Linked DNA regions of Capra hircus: all the other regions are linked to region 1. The links are chromatin contacts, called in public Hi-C maps. All regions are on one chromosome and are shown on one strand. The core of a region is the stretch at or near the end of the contact, and the rest is flanking DNA. Distances in the headings are between cores, read along the strand shown.

Region 1 (4,017 bases), core at 942-3,441:
ACTGTGGTGTTGGAGAAGACTCTTGAGAGTCCCTTGGACTACAAGGAGATCCAACCAATCCATCCTAAAGGAAATCAGTTCTGAATATTCATTGGAAGAACTGATGTTGAAGCTGAAACTCCAATACTTTGGCCATCTGATGCAAAGAACTGACTCATTTGGAAAGACCCTAACGCTGGGAAAGATTGAAGGCAGGAGGAGAAGGGGATGACAGAGGATGAGAGGGTTGGATGGCATCACTGACTCAATGGACATGAGTTTGGGTAACCTCCGGGAGTTGATGATGGACAGGGAGGCCTGGCATGCTGCAGTGCGTGGAGTCGCAAAGAGTTGGACACGACTGAGTGACTGAACTGAACTGAAGTGAACTGTCCTTGCCATGATTATTCCCTTGAGGTGTTTACAAGAGGTAAAGACTGGCTATTTACCTGTTTCTGTTGTTACTTCCATTTCTGAAAGCAAACAGGGGGCTGGTTATAAATTCCTCAGCTAGAGCCCACGTATCTCTTATCTCAGGAAATGCAAACAGAAGGGTGGCTGATAGTAAATGTCCAACCTGGAGCCCGTCTATCTCCTACCTCAGGGTGACAGTGTCCGCTGAGCCTTCAAGCCATCCCAGCTCAGGCGCCAGCCCCATGGATGAAGCAGCCTCCAGGTGATTCCAGCCCCACCCATTTGAATCTTCCCAACAAAGAGTCCAGACATCATAGAGCAATGTATTAGTTATCTATCGCTGTATAACAAATTATCCCCTAAATGCTACAGCTTAAAACAACAAACATTTGTGATCTCACATTTTCTGACAATTAGGAATCCGAGAGGAGCACCTCTGGATGGTTCTGACTCAGGGTCTCTCGTGAAGTTCAGTCAAGTTGTCGGCCTAGGGCTGCAGTCATCTCTCTCTGGGGTCAGCAGGAGGCCTCAGTTCTTCCTTAGATGGGTCTCTCCATAGATGAGTGTCATCACTCATGGCAGCTGGCTTCTTGCTGGAAAAGAGAGGTACAGTCCCTGAGTGTATTCAACACAATTACCAGGTTTCCTCAGGGAGAAAAGTCTGCCGAATTCAAAGTAATTTCTACTAGCCTTCCTGGGATGTGCTGGGAAATTCTCTGCATTATATTTCATCGGGAGAAATAGCAGGCTTTTCACTTGAGAGTATTAAATCTGGAAAAGGTCAATCAAAAAGAGGGAGAGAGGCAAAAACCACAGTATCTTTTATAACCTAGACTCCAAAGTGACCTCCTATCCCTTCTGCCATATACTGTTGGTTACACAAACCAATCTGATAGAAAGTGGGAGGGGACTACACAAGGACGTAAAAACCCAGAGGAACGGCTCACTGGGAACCATCTTGGAGGCTACCTAAGGTGAGCAGAGCCTAGGCATCTCCCCTGTGCCCTGTAACATCCTTGTCCCACAGAATCCTTGAGCGTGATCAAATGCTGATTGCTTGTCCCCGTGAAGCTCAGGGTGCCCTATTACACAGTCGTAGGCTTCCCCGAAGGCTCTGCAATAAAGAATCTGCCTGCAAGGCAGCAGATGCAGGTTCAGTCTTTCTGGGTTGGGAAGATTCCCTGGAGAAGGAAATGGCAACCCACTCCATTATTCTTGCCTGGAAAATTACACGAACAAAGGCTACAGTCCATGGGGTTGCAAAGAGTGGGATGCATCTTAGCAACTAAACAAGACAATGCGAACAGATCCAAGAGAAGTATTCATCTAGTTCCAGGTGCCACTAGAGGGCGTCTGACTGCTCATCCCCCGTGGGTGTCAACGGAGTCTCTGGCATTTGCCAAATTAAGGGCACTGGAGAGAAATGACCAAGGAGGTGACCAGGTGGCAAATGGGCAAGAAGACGAAGAAAGACTAATTCTGCCCATGTCCATGGGCCCTGGTATTGGGGCTGCAGAGAGCAGAAGCTCGGGGGCAGCAGGCCATTGGGGTGCTAAGAGCAAGCCTTGTCAGGGAGTTCAAGGCTGCCAGCAGAGGAAGTTATTTGTCACAGAGTCCTTGAACAGCATGGCCTTGCCCGGGGGGCGGTGGGAAGCACCTCCACGCACCATGTCTGTAGATAATGAATGAGTTGAGCAACTGTGATGACAGGAACACAGCCATGCTATAAGCAGTCACCGAGGGGTCAGCCAAAGGTCAGCAAGAGACACCTAAGGAAACAAGTCTTTTTTTTTCCCCCTTCTCATTCCTCCACCAGAGGGCAGGGAAGAGACAGATCAGAGCACACCAGTCTCCTCTCCTGCCACAGGTCCTGCCTACTGCAACTTTGAATCCAATATTGATTGATCTTTAAAAAAGGAAAAACCAAGGTAATGCCTCAAACTAAAGACTGCACTAAAAACTAGGGAATTCCCTGGCAGTCAAGTGGTTAGGATGCTGGACTTCCACTGCAGGGGGCGGGAGTTCCATCGCCGGTTGGGGAACTGGGATCTGGTATGTCCTTGTTCAGTTCAGTTCAGTCTCTCAGTTGTGTCCGAATGTTTGTGACCCCATGAATCGCAGCACGCCAGGACTCCCTGTCCATCACCATCACCCGGAGTTCACTCAGACTCACGTCCACTGAGTCCATGATGCCATCCAGCCATCTCATCCTGGGTCGTCCACTTCTCCTCCTGCCCCCAATCTCTCCCAGCATCAGAGTCTTTTCCAATGAGTCAACTCTTCGCATGAGGTGGCCAAAGTACTGGAGCTTCAGCTTTAGCATCATTCCTTCCAAAGAAATCCCAGGGCTGATCTCCTTCAGAATGCACTGGTTGGATCTCCTTGCAGTCCAAGGGACCATCAAGAGTCTTCTCCAACACCACAGTTCAAAAGCATCAGTTCTTTGGCGCTCAGCCTTCTTCACAGTCCAACTCTCACATGTATACATGACCACAGGAAAAACCATAGCCTTGACTAGACGGACCTTAGTGGGCAAAATAATGTCTCTGCTTTTTAATATGCTCTCTAGGTTGGTCATAACTTTTCTTCCAAGAAGTAAGCGTCTTTTAATTTCATGGCTGCAGTCACCATCTGCAGTGATTTTGGAGCCCCCCAAAATAAAGTCTGACACTGTTTCTACTGTTTCCCCATCTATTTCCCATGAAGTGATGGGACCGGATGCCATGATCTTCGTTTTCTGAATGTTGAGCTTTAAGCCAACTTTTTCGCTCTCCTCTTTCACTTTCATCAAGAGGCTTTTTAGTTCCTGTTCACTTTCTGCCATAAGGGTGGTGTCCTCTGCATATCTGAGGTTATTGATATTTCTCCCGGCAATCTTGATTCCAGCTTGTGTTTCTTCCAGTCCAGCATTTCTCATGATGTCCTCTGCATATAAGTTAAATAAGCAGGGTAACAATATACAGCCTTGACGTACTCCTTTTCCTATTTGGAACCAGTCTGTTGTCCCATGTCCAGTTCTAAATGTTGCTTCCTGACCTGCATACAGATTCCTCAAGAGGCAGGTCAGGTGGTCTGGTATTCCCATCTCTTTCAGGATTTTCCACAGTTTATTGTGATACACACAGTCAAAGGCTTTGGCATAGTCAATAAAGCAGAAATAGATGTTTTTCTGGAACTCTCTTGCTTTTTCCATGATCCAGCAGCTGGGAGGAGCAACCCGAGGAGTGGTGGCTGCGCAGCACAGGAGGGCCTAGAGGACCTATCCCACGCTGAAGGTCAGGAACGGTGGCGGTAAGGAGATACCCCTCATCCAAGGTAAGGAGCAGCGGCTGTGCTTTGCTGGAGCAGCCATGAAGAGATACCTCACGCCAAGGTAAGAGAAACCCAAGTAAGATGGTAACTGTTGCAAGAGGGCATCAGAGGGCAGACACACTGAAACCATACTCACAGAAAACTAGTCAATCTAATCACACTAGGACCACAGCCTTGTTTAACTCAGTGAAACCAAGCCATGCCTGTGGGGCAACCCAAGATGGGCGGGTCATGGTGGAGAGGCCTGACAGAATGTGGTCCACTGGAGAAGGGAATGGCAAGCCACTTCAGTATTCTTGTCTTGAGAACCCC
Region 2 (4,017 bases), core at 1,108-3,607, 110 kb after region 1:
CTTATATCTGCACAATACTTTATAATTTTCAGAAGACTTTACACAGTTATTATTTCACTTGGTTTTTACAACAGCTCTGAAGAGAGAGGACCAGGGCTGTTATTATCCCCGATTAATTGGAACTTCTTTAAGCCTTAGTCTCAACATCTGTTAAATGGGTTTAAGAACTTCTGAAGAGCTGGAACTGTAGCAGGTCTTCTGACTTATGCTTTGATGTTGTTTACCATATTAACCATATTACTTTACCATATTAACTAGCCTGAGACACAGAGATCCCCAGAGATTTTTTCAAACTTCCTACTAGAATCAGCACATGACCTAAATGTATTTGGAAATATTTATGTTTGATTAGGTGGCATCTATAGCATAATGGAAAGAATAGTGGACTCAGAATCACATGGCAGTATTGTGTGACTGACCATAGATAAGGCATTTAGTTCTAAGCTTTCATTTCCTCATCTAAAATTGGGGTTACTAGTCCCTATTTCTTGGGAAAATTAAATGTGAACATATGTGAAAATACCTGATACATGGTGGCTGCATGTAGATGCTATTCATTAAGTGAATAAATGAGTATTTTTCTACATGACTATTCTCTCCTCTGAAGAGTCATTGCAAGACGATCCCAGACCCTGTTTTGATATTGTGCCATCTTCAGTTGTGATGTTTGGTTCCATCCCCAGTGGCAGATGCCTGGCGAGCCCTCAAGAATCCCAGCATTGGGGAAAGTAGCATCGAAGGCCTAACTAGCGTGCTGAGCACCAGTGGAAGCCCTACAGACGGACTCAGCGTTATGCAAGGTCCATACAGCGAAACAGCCAGCTTTGCAGCCCTCTCGGGGGGCACACTGAGTGGTGGCATTCTTTCTAGTGGCAAGGGAAAATACAGCAGGTAAGCGATTTCTGGCAGAACTAGTTGGACTTATGAGAAGTAACATATCATGTTGAGCCATTTCTTTGTACCAGGCGTGTCTCATGTAGCATCTCGTTTTAATATAATCATCAATGGTGTTTTTGTGTTTGTTTTTTTTTTTTTAACCTTTGCAGTTAGAAAACAGGCTAAAAAGGTTGAGTGACACAACATAGAAGTTCTGTGTTTCTTCCCACTGTACCATAGTGACTCCATATAAAGAATAATCTTGACTTCAGATCCTCCCTCTACTGTGTTAGGCTGCCTCTTTTAGAAAGGGGAAGCATGCATTTTTGTAGAATTTCCAAGACTATGCCCTCCATTAGGATTGTCACTGGCTTTTAGTTGAACAGCATTTATGCTGTATCTTGTTGGCTTATTGGTACTGTGATCCTTATAACCTTCCTGTTCTGATTCCCATTTGATAAGAAAAATCAATTCTATAAACTTGTGTTCAGAATATGTAAGTCTTTATGACTGAAATGGTTGTGATTTGGTTGGTTGTTTCACCAGGTAGATAAAACAGAGCACATTCAGAGGAGCATAGCAGACGTTACGTGAGAAGCAGTTACTTGAATGCCCTGGAGAAGAGAGGCCTGAGGAGGGGTAGAGGTGATACAAAACAAGGTACAGAGGTAGAGGAGACGCTGCCTTCAGTTACCTGCAGGGCCTTGAAGTGGAAAAGGATTAAGACTTCTGCCTCATGCCAGGAGATAGATTAAGATAATTCGGCAGAGGCTAGAGGGAAACAAATTTTGTTTCATTATAGAGACTGTAGGAAAAATCTGTATAAAGTCCAGAGAAAGAATGGATTATATCAGTAGATAATTGAGCTCTGTACCTCTGAAAGTATTTGAAGTGAGACCAGAGGGCCAATTGGCTATTAGGAGGTCAAGCAACAGTTGGCAGATGGGCTGGATCCCACACCTGAATGCGTGTCACTCACTTGGGAGCCTTTTAAAAATAGATTGCAGTGCTCTATCCCAGAATTAATAAATTAGAATCTCCCAGAGTGGGACCTAGGAATCTCTGTTTTGAAAATTCTCCCCAGCTGATTCTAGCATAGCCATTGCACAGACCAACTTCTAGGAACCACTGAAGGAGATGGCCTTTGTGAAAGGCCTCTTCCAGTTCTGAGAGTGATCTATGGCAGAGCTGAGACTAGGACCCAGGTCTCTGACTCAGTGCACTTTCCATTGCACTGCCTCATTTTCCTGGACTGTGGCACATTCCTGAAGGGCATCTAAGGCTGGAGGAGCAGAGCAGAGACTCAGACAGCAGGATGGAGGTTGACTGAATGTGCGGCTGTAGGCTGCTGCTGACCTGTTGGTGTCTCCTGACTCTGGTTCTCTCTTGTTAGGGGATCCCGCCTCCACATGCTGGAGAATTCACTGCTGTGCTTTCTTGAAACCAACACCCCTGTAAATAAGCAGACATAATTGGGGACTGACTTGCTGAAACTGCAGCTTAGCCAGGCCAGCTGTTCCAGTTCTGTGAAAGCCTTTTATAGGAAGTGAATGAGTCAGATGGGTTTGACTGTGAAACCCATTATGAGGAAATACTTAAATGTGCAACCAAATGATATTGGAGCCAAGATAGGAAAAGCTATGGGTCCTCTGAGACACCATTGGGAAAGTTTGCTGCCGTTGGAGGTTGACTCTTATGTGTCCTTTAAGCTCATAGCCTGGGGGTGATTTGATTGCTGAATGTTTAAGTTCCTAGTACATGCAAGACATGGAGGGTAAAGTGTAAAAGAGACGTGGCCTCTCCTCTTTTGGAGCTCACAACTGAGCGTGAAAGAGATGTGTAAATTGATTTAATAAGTAGGTAGTTGCTGTGGAGCACTTTGCAGAAAGTGGTTTGACGGAAGAAGGAAGGGAGATAATGCTTCCTTGTTCTTAAGAACTGAGTATGAATTTGTCACATAGAGAAAGAAAACTTCAAAGAGAGGGACTAGCATATGCAAAGTCAGAGAGGTATAAAATGTGTATAGGTGTGTAAGGGGAAAAAATCCAATGTGATTAGGATTTAGGATCTATGGTAAGAGGTGGAACTGGAGACAGCTTGGAGGCAGATCAGGTAGACCTTAAATGCCTAATGGCAAGGGGGAGCCAAGAGAGGGGCTGTTAGAGTAATTAGGTTATTATCCACTTTGGCACTGATCTGAAAGTTGTTTGACTTGAACTTACGGCTACTGGAGACAGCACAATTGCAGTTACCCACGCGGGAGCTGTTGAGAGCCTGAAGTTAAGCAGTAGCAGTGGGGATGGAAAGGAGGGGACGATTTCAAAAGATAACTTTAAGAGAGAAAGTGTGTGGGCATCTCTTTGAGCTATTTGGCATTTGGAGACGATCAAATCAACTCAATTTGCAAGAGAATAATGTAAGTGGTATGTGCCAGGAAGCGGACTGTCTTGAAATACCCAGGTCTCATATTAACTTAAATGTCCCCTCTTTACACAGGTTAGAAGTCCAAGCCGATGTCCAAAAGGAAATTTTCCCCAAAGACACAGCCAGTCTTGGTGCAATTAGTGACAACGCAAGCACTCGTGCTATGGCCGGTTCCATAATCAGTTCCTACAACCCACAGGACAGGTATGTGAACAGTCAGATGCCTAGGAGAAGTTGCATTTTTTGGTTGAGTTTTGGCCTTAGAAGCACAATGCCTCACGTTAGGGCTCTATGTACCATATAGTGGGATACATGGTGTGTATACCCTGTGGATTCATTGAGCACATTCTTGGTATGGGAGTGTTGGGCATCTCTTGATTGATTCTTCTGTTAGCACTTGATTTTTAGAGGTTTTTTCTTCCTTTTTATTTTTGGCTGTTGCAACAGTGTAATTATTCACATGGAACTTAACAAGCTAGATGGGTATTCACTGATGTTTATGGCTCTGTGGTTTCTGTTCTTACGTTGATCCTTGCTTGATGTGGCTCTTGTAGCCTATTTCTCTATTTTTGAGAAGCTAGTGTATCTGGTATGGTGTGATTACAGCACTCCCTACTGGAGAGATTCTGGTTTCTTCTCATTGTAGCAGAGAAGTAAAAAGCTGTGACTCTTTCACTTTAATATTTTGAGGAAGATAGTGTGAGGTTCTGATCCTTA
Region 3 (4,017 bases), core at 1,124-3,623, 90 kb after region 1:
GTTTCTGTCAGCTGCACAGGAGGAAGCATCTCAAAGCCAGCTGGGTCTGTCTGGAATCAGAGGTCCCCAGGTCCTTCAGCACACTCTAACCCAAGGAACAAAGCAGCCTTCTCCCCCATCTTTCATCCCTACAAACAGGCACACATCTCCTCCAACCAACTGCTCAGGACATTGGTCGCCAAGAACAGAGTCAATGATGATTATAGGGAACTGTGGCTGAGATAATGTCACTTACTATTATAAATAGTACATACCTCCCCACTACATTTTTCAGCCTCCTTTGCAATTAAATTGAGCCTGTGTCACAAGTTCTAATAGTCTATGAGTGGAAGTAACATATGTCATTTCCAGGCTGAAGTATTTAATTGCTGCTGCACAACCCTCCTGCTTCCCAGGTGGCGCAGTGGTAAAGAATCCACCTGCCAATGCCGGAGACACAAGGGATGCAGATTCAATCCCTGGGTTGGGAAGATCCCCTGGAGTAGGAAATGGCAACCCACTCCAGTATTCTTGCCTGGAAAAGCTCATGGACAGAAGAGCCAGGTGGGCTACAGTCCATGGGGTTGCAAAGTGTTGGACATGACTGAACACATGTGTGTACACACACACACCCTCCAGCTCTCTTTCCCCTATTGAGGCCATCCTTAACACCTCGGGTTGAGGTGGTAGAGCCCAGGAAGAAAGTGCCATGGACCTCTCTGAGTGACCAGGAGAGTGCCTTGCCCCATAGGCAGGCTTTGTATGAGTGGGAGAAATATACCAATGTGTTAAAGCATTGAGATGTTCAGGTTGTTACCGCAGCAGAGCCCAGCATACTTTGACCAGTATACAGAAATCAATTGTTGTTTTAGCCATCTAGCACCAAATCTCCTTCCTCCTTGAGGAGGAACATTTCGCCTCCTTACGGACCTCTTTGGTATTGCTAAATCCAATGATCACTTCTCTGTTCTTATCGGCGTTGACTTCTCAGTGGGATTTGTCATAATTGACCACTCCCCCTGGAAACATTTTATCTAGGTGTCTGTGACATCATACTAGCTTGAGTTTTCTCCTGTGTCACAGCCCCTGCTTTTCAGTTTCTTTCGCTGGCTCTTCTTCCTCTGTTTTACCTCAAAAGTTTGAAGTTTCCCAGGGTTTATTCCTAAGGACCTTTCTCAAGGTTTTAATACCACCCATAAAAGACAAACGGTTATCTTTTAGTACAGTTTCTACCAATCTTTATTAATAACAGAGCACCTATTTTTAGGGACACATTGTGCCCAGTTAAAAAGCTACATATCCCAGTATGGCCATGTGACTACGCTTTGGCTAATGAGATGTAAGCAGAAATGTGCCAGGCTTTCAAGGCAGTCTTCCTTTTTTTTTTTTTTTTTTTAAGGCAGTCTTCTTAAAAGGAAATGAGTGTACCTTTCTTCTCTTTTCCCTCCCCACTGTCTGGAATGTGGACAATAATGAGTTGACCTTAAGATTAGAAACCAATTGCTAAGAATGGCAGAGCAGCCTTGAACTTTTACGAATTATTTCTCATGAAGAGAGAAATAAATTTCTATCATAAGCCTTTTTTTTTTCTTTTGTTATTTGCAACTGAGTCTAATCCTGCCTGATACCTTCCCATTGCTGTTAAAGCGGCTTGCTTTTCTCCCATTTGTAAGGCTGATTCCGTGTCTTCCCCCAGTCAGAGCAGTGGGGGATCAGCAGAAAGGCACTTCCAGGCACCCCCAAAATGCTGGACATCCGTCCACAATTTGTAAGTAACCAAACTACCAGAAGGTTAGAATGGGCGGTGGACCTAGGAATAGTTTAGTAGGTCACAGAAAGTACTGAATGCTAGATTGAGGGATTTGGATTTTATTTTGTAAACCTCTCCCAGATAGGGAGACCCTGTCTGTTTCACCTGCCTCCATTTAATAGAAGCTCAATGAATATATTCTTTATTAATTACTGGTTAATAAAAAAAACAACAAAAGATGTGTTGGAACGTAGACCAGTTGGGAATCACTATCTGATTTACCCTCATCGGCTTTTTACAGATGGAGTAACTAAAATATCATTTGCTGGAAGCAGCAATCGGCCCAACCTCGAGGAAAGGCAAACCGAAAACTCCGCCGCAGGTTCGATGTGGCTAGGGGCGATGATATTGACGGAAGAGGCCAAGTAAACTAGTTGAGTTACCTTCTTCTCAAGATGGCGGCCCTGGAATCACCTGCCCTCCGAGGAGGCGGGGCTCCGCCCCAGCACGCCCAGCGCGCCCCACCCCGCTCGGCCCCGCCCAGCGCCCCCCCACCCTCCGGCATGGGCGGTGCGGGTTGTGAGGTGTCTCCGCGAAGCGCCTGCGCAGTGGGCATCGGCGCGCGGGGCGGAGGCTTTATAACCACTTCGTCGCTACTGCTTGGTTTCTATCTCTGGGAGGGAGGCTGAGGCGGCGGCGGCCCGGGCGCCGGCTGAGGGGGCGCTGAGGCGGGAGCTGTGGTGGCGCTGGGCGCCCCTCGCCCCTCGGCCTCTGGGGACCATGGGCTCCGAGAAAGACTCCGAATCGCCGCGCTCTACATCTCTACACGCGGCTGCGCCCGACCCCAAGTGCCGCAGCGGCGGCCGGCGCCGGCGCCTCACCTTCCACAGCGTCTTCTCCTCTTCGGCCCGCGGCCGCCGCGCCCGAGCCAAGCCGCAGGCCGAGCCACCGCCCCCGGCCGCGCCGCCGCCGCCCGCCCCGGCCCAAGCCTCGCCGCCCGAGGCGCTGCCCGCCGAGCCGGCCGCCGAGGCCGAGGCGGAGGCCGCGGCGACAGTGGGGCCCGGGTTAAACGATGAGGAGGCGGCGGAGGGCGGTGGCTCGGGCCCGGAGGAGGTGGAGTGCCCGCTGTGCCTGGTGCGGCTGCCGCCGGAGCGGGCCCCGCGCCTCCTCAGCTGTCCGCACCGCTCGTGCCGGGACTGCCTCCGCCACTACCTGCGCCTGGAGATCAGCGAGAGCCGGGTCCCCATCAGCTGCCCCGAGTGCAGCGAGCGGCTCAACCCGCACGACATCCGCCTGCTGCTCGCCGACCCGCCGCTCATGCACAAGTACGAGGAGTTCATGCTGCGCCGCTACCTGGCCTCGGACCCCGACTGCCGCTGGTGCCCAGCCCCGGACTGCGGGTGAGCGCGGGGGCGTGGCCCTGGGGCGGTGGCCGCGGTGGAGGGGACCTGGGGCCGAAGGCTGGACCCTGCGTGTGGCCGGCCGCGAGGGGCGGTCCTCCACGCACCGTGTGTGTGTGTGTGTGTGTCCATGTCCCAGCGTGGAGGGAGAGGTGAGGGATGACCAGTGGAAGGGAGGCCAGGCGGCAGTTACGGCGGGCTGGTAAGCGGTAACCATCGGCAAGCCCAGCCCCTTGAGGTGAACGCACCCAGTGCCCAACCCCTGCCTGAGGACTTGAGGTGCCGAGCACTGGGTAAGAAGGGAGCTGTCCATCAAGTCAGGAGGCAGCGAGGGGCTGTTTTTGGTCCGGCGAACGCCCCTCTCCAGAGGAAGGGGGTATCTCTGAATGAGGATGGGGAGCTGATATCTGGCAAAGGACGGAATAAGACATCATTCTGAAAGGGCAGCGCTTTGGAGGGGTGTGTCCAGTTGACTAGGGGCAAACTTCGCAGCGTTGCAGGAGAAGGTGTACTTTTGCTGAGACCACCACTGCTGAAAGTTGGGATGCAGGTGACTGAAATGGCTCTAGCGGGAAAGGAGAGCTCACTGGCAGCGCTCGGGGGGCAACCTGGGCGTTGTGGTGTGTCTTCTGTGCCCGGCTATCGTGTGGCCACCCCTGTGGTCCTTACACTGCTGCGTTGGGCAGGGTGTAGAGTGGACAGACCCTTTCTTTGTCCAGAGAGGCAATGGGGGCACTGAGAAGGATGCCCAGAGGTTGATATGATTAAGAGAAAATGTGGTTCCCAGCTCCTCCAATCTTGAGTTCTTGATGTTGCACTGTGTAAATGCAGAGACTTAATACCACCAGATTTTGCCATCTAGAGAATTCAGTGGAAAGCCCCCCACCC

The links. Hi-C and Micro-C count contacts between places; a contact is called where the count stands out from the background.
Region 2: a contact with region 1 is called in a Hi-C map of blood, with 5 times the contacts expected there. The contact joins two enhancer-like sites. A contact is called at or near these places in 2 of 5 Hi-C or Micro-C datasets (both in blood).
Region 3: a contact with region 1 is called in a Hi-C map of blood, with 6 times the contacts expected there. The contact joins the promoter of RNF19B here to the enhancer-like site in region 1.

The regions. Positions count from the first base shown.
Region 1 is chr2:15,097,370-15,101,386 of ARS1.2, reverse strand. It overlaps LOC108638640 (a long non-coding RNA gene), which reads right to left. Exons shown (of 3, transcript XR_001920009.1): 2 at 795-986. Among named protein-coding and RNA genes, the nearest start is that of AK2, 26 kb to the right of the region's middle. Within about 2 kb of position 2,191, at least 2 of the 5 cell types and tissues checked have an H3K27ac peak or open chromatin away from gene starts, as enhancers often do.
Region 2 is chr2:14,987,716-14,991,732 of ARS1.2, reverse strand. RNF19B (E3 ubiquitin-protein ligase RNF19B) reads left to right here. Exons shown (of 9, transcript XM_018058077.1): 7 at 684-891; 8 at 3,373-3,504. Among named protein-coding and RNA genes, the nearest start is that of RNF19B, 19 kb to the left of the region's middle. Within about 2 kb of position 2,357, at least 2 of the 5 cell types and tissues checked have an H3K27ac peak or open chromatin away from gene starts, as enhancers often do.
Region 3 is chr2:15,007,399-15,011,415 of ARS1.2, reverse strand. It overlaps RNF19B (E3 ubiquitin-protein ligase RNF19B), which reads left to right and starts at 2,373. Exons shown (of 9, transcript XM_018058077.1): 1 at 2,373-3,129. The coding sequence starts at 2,510.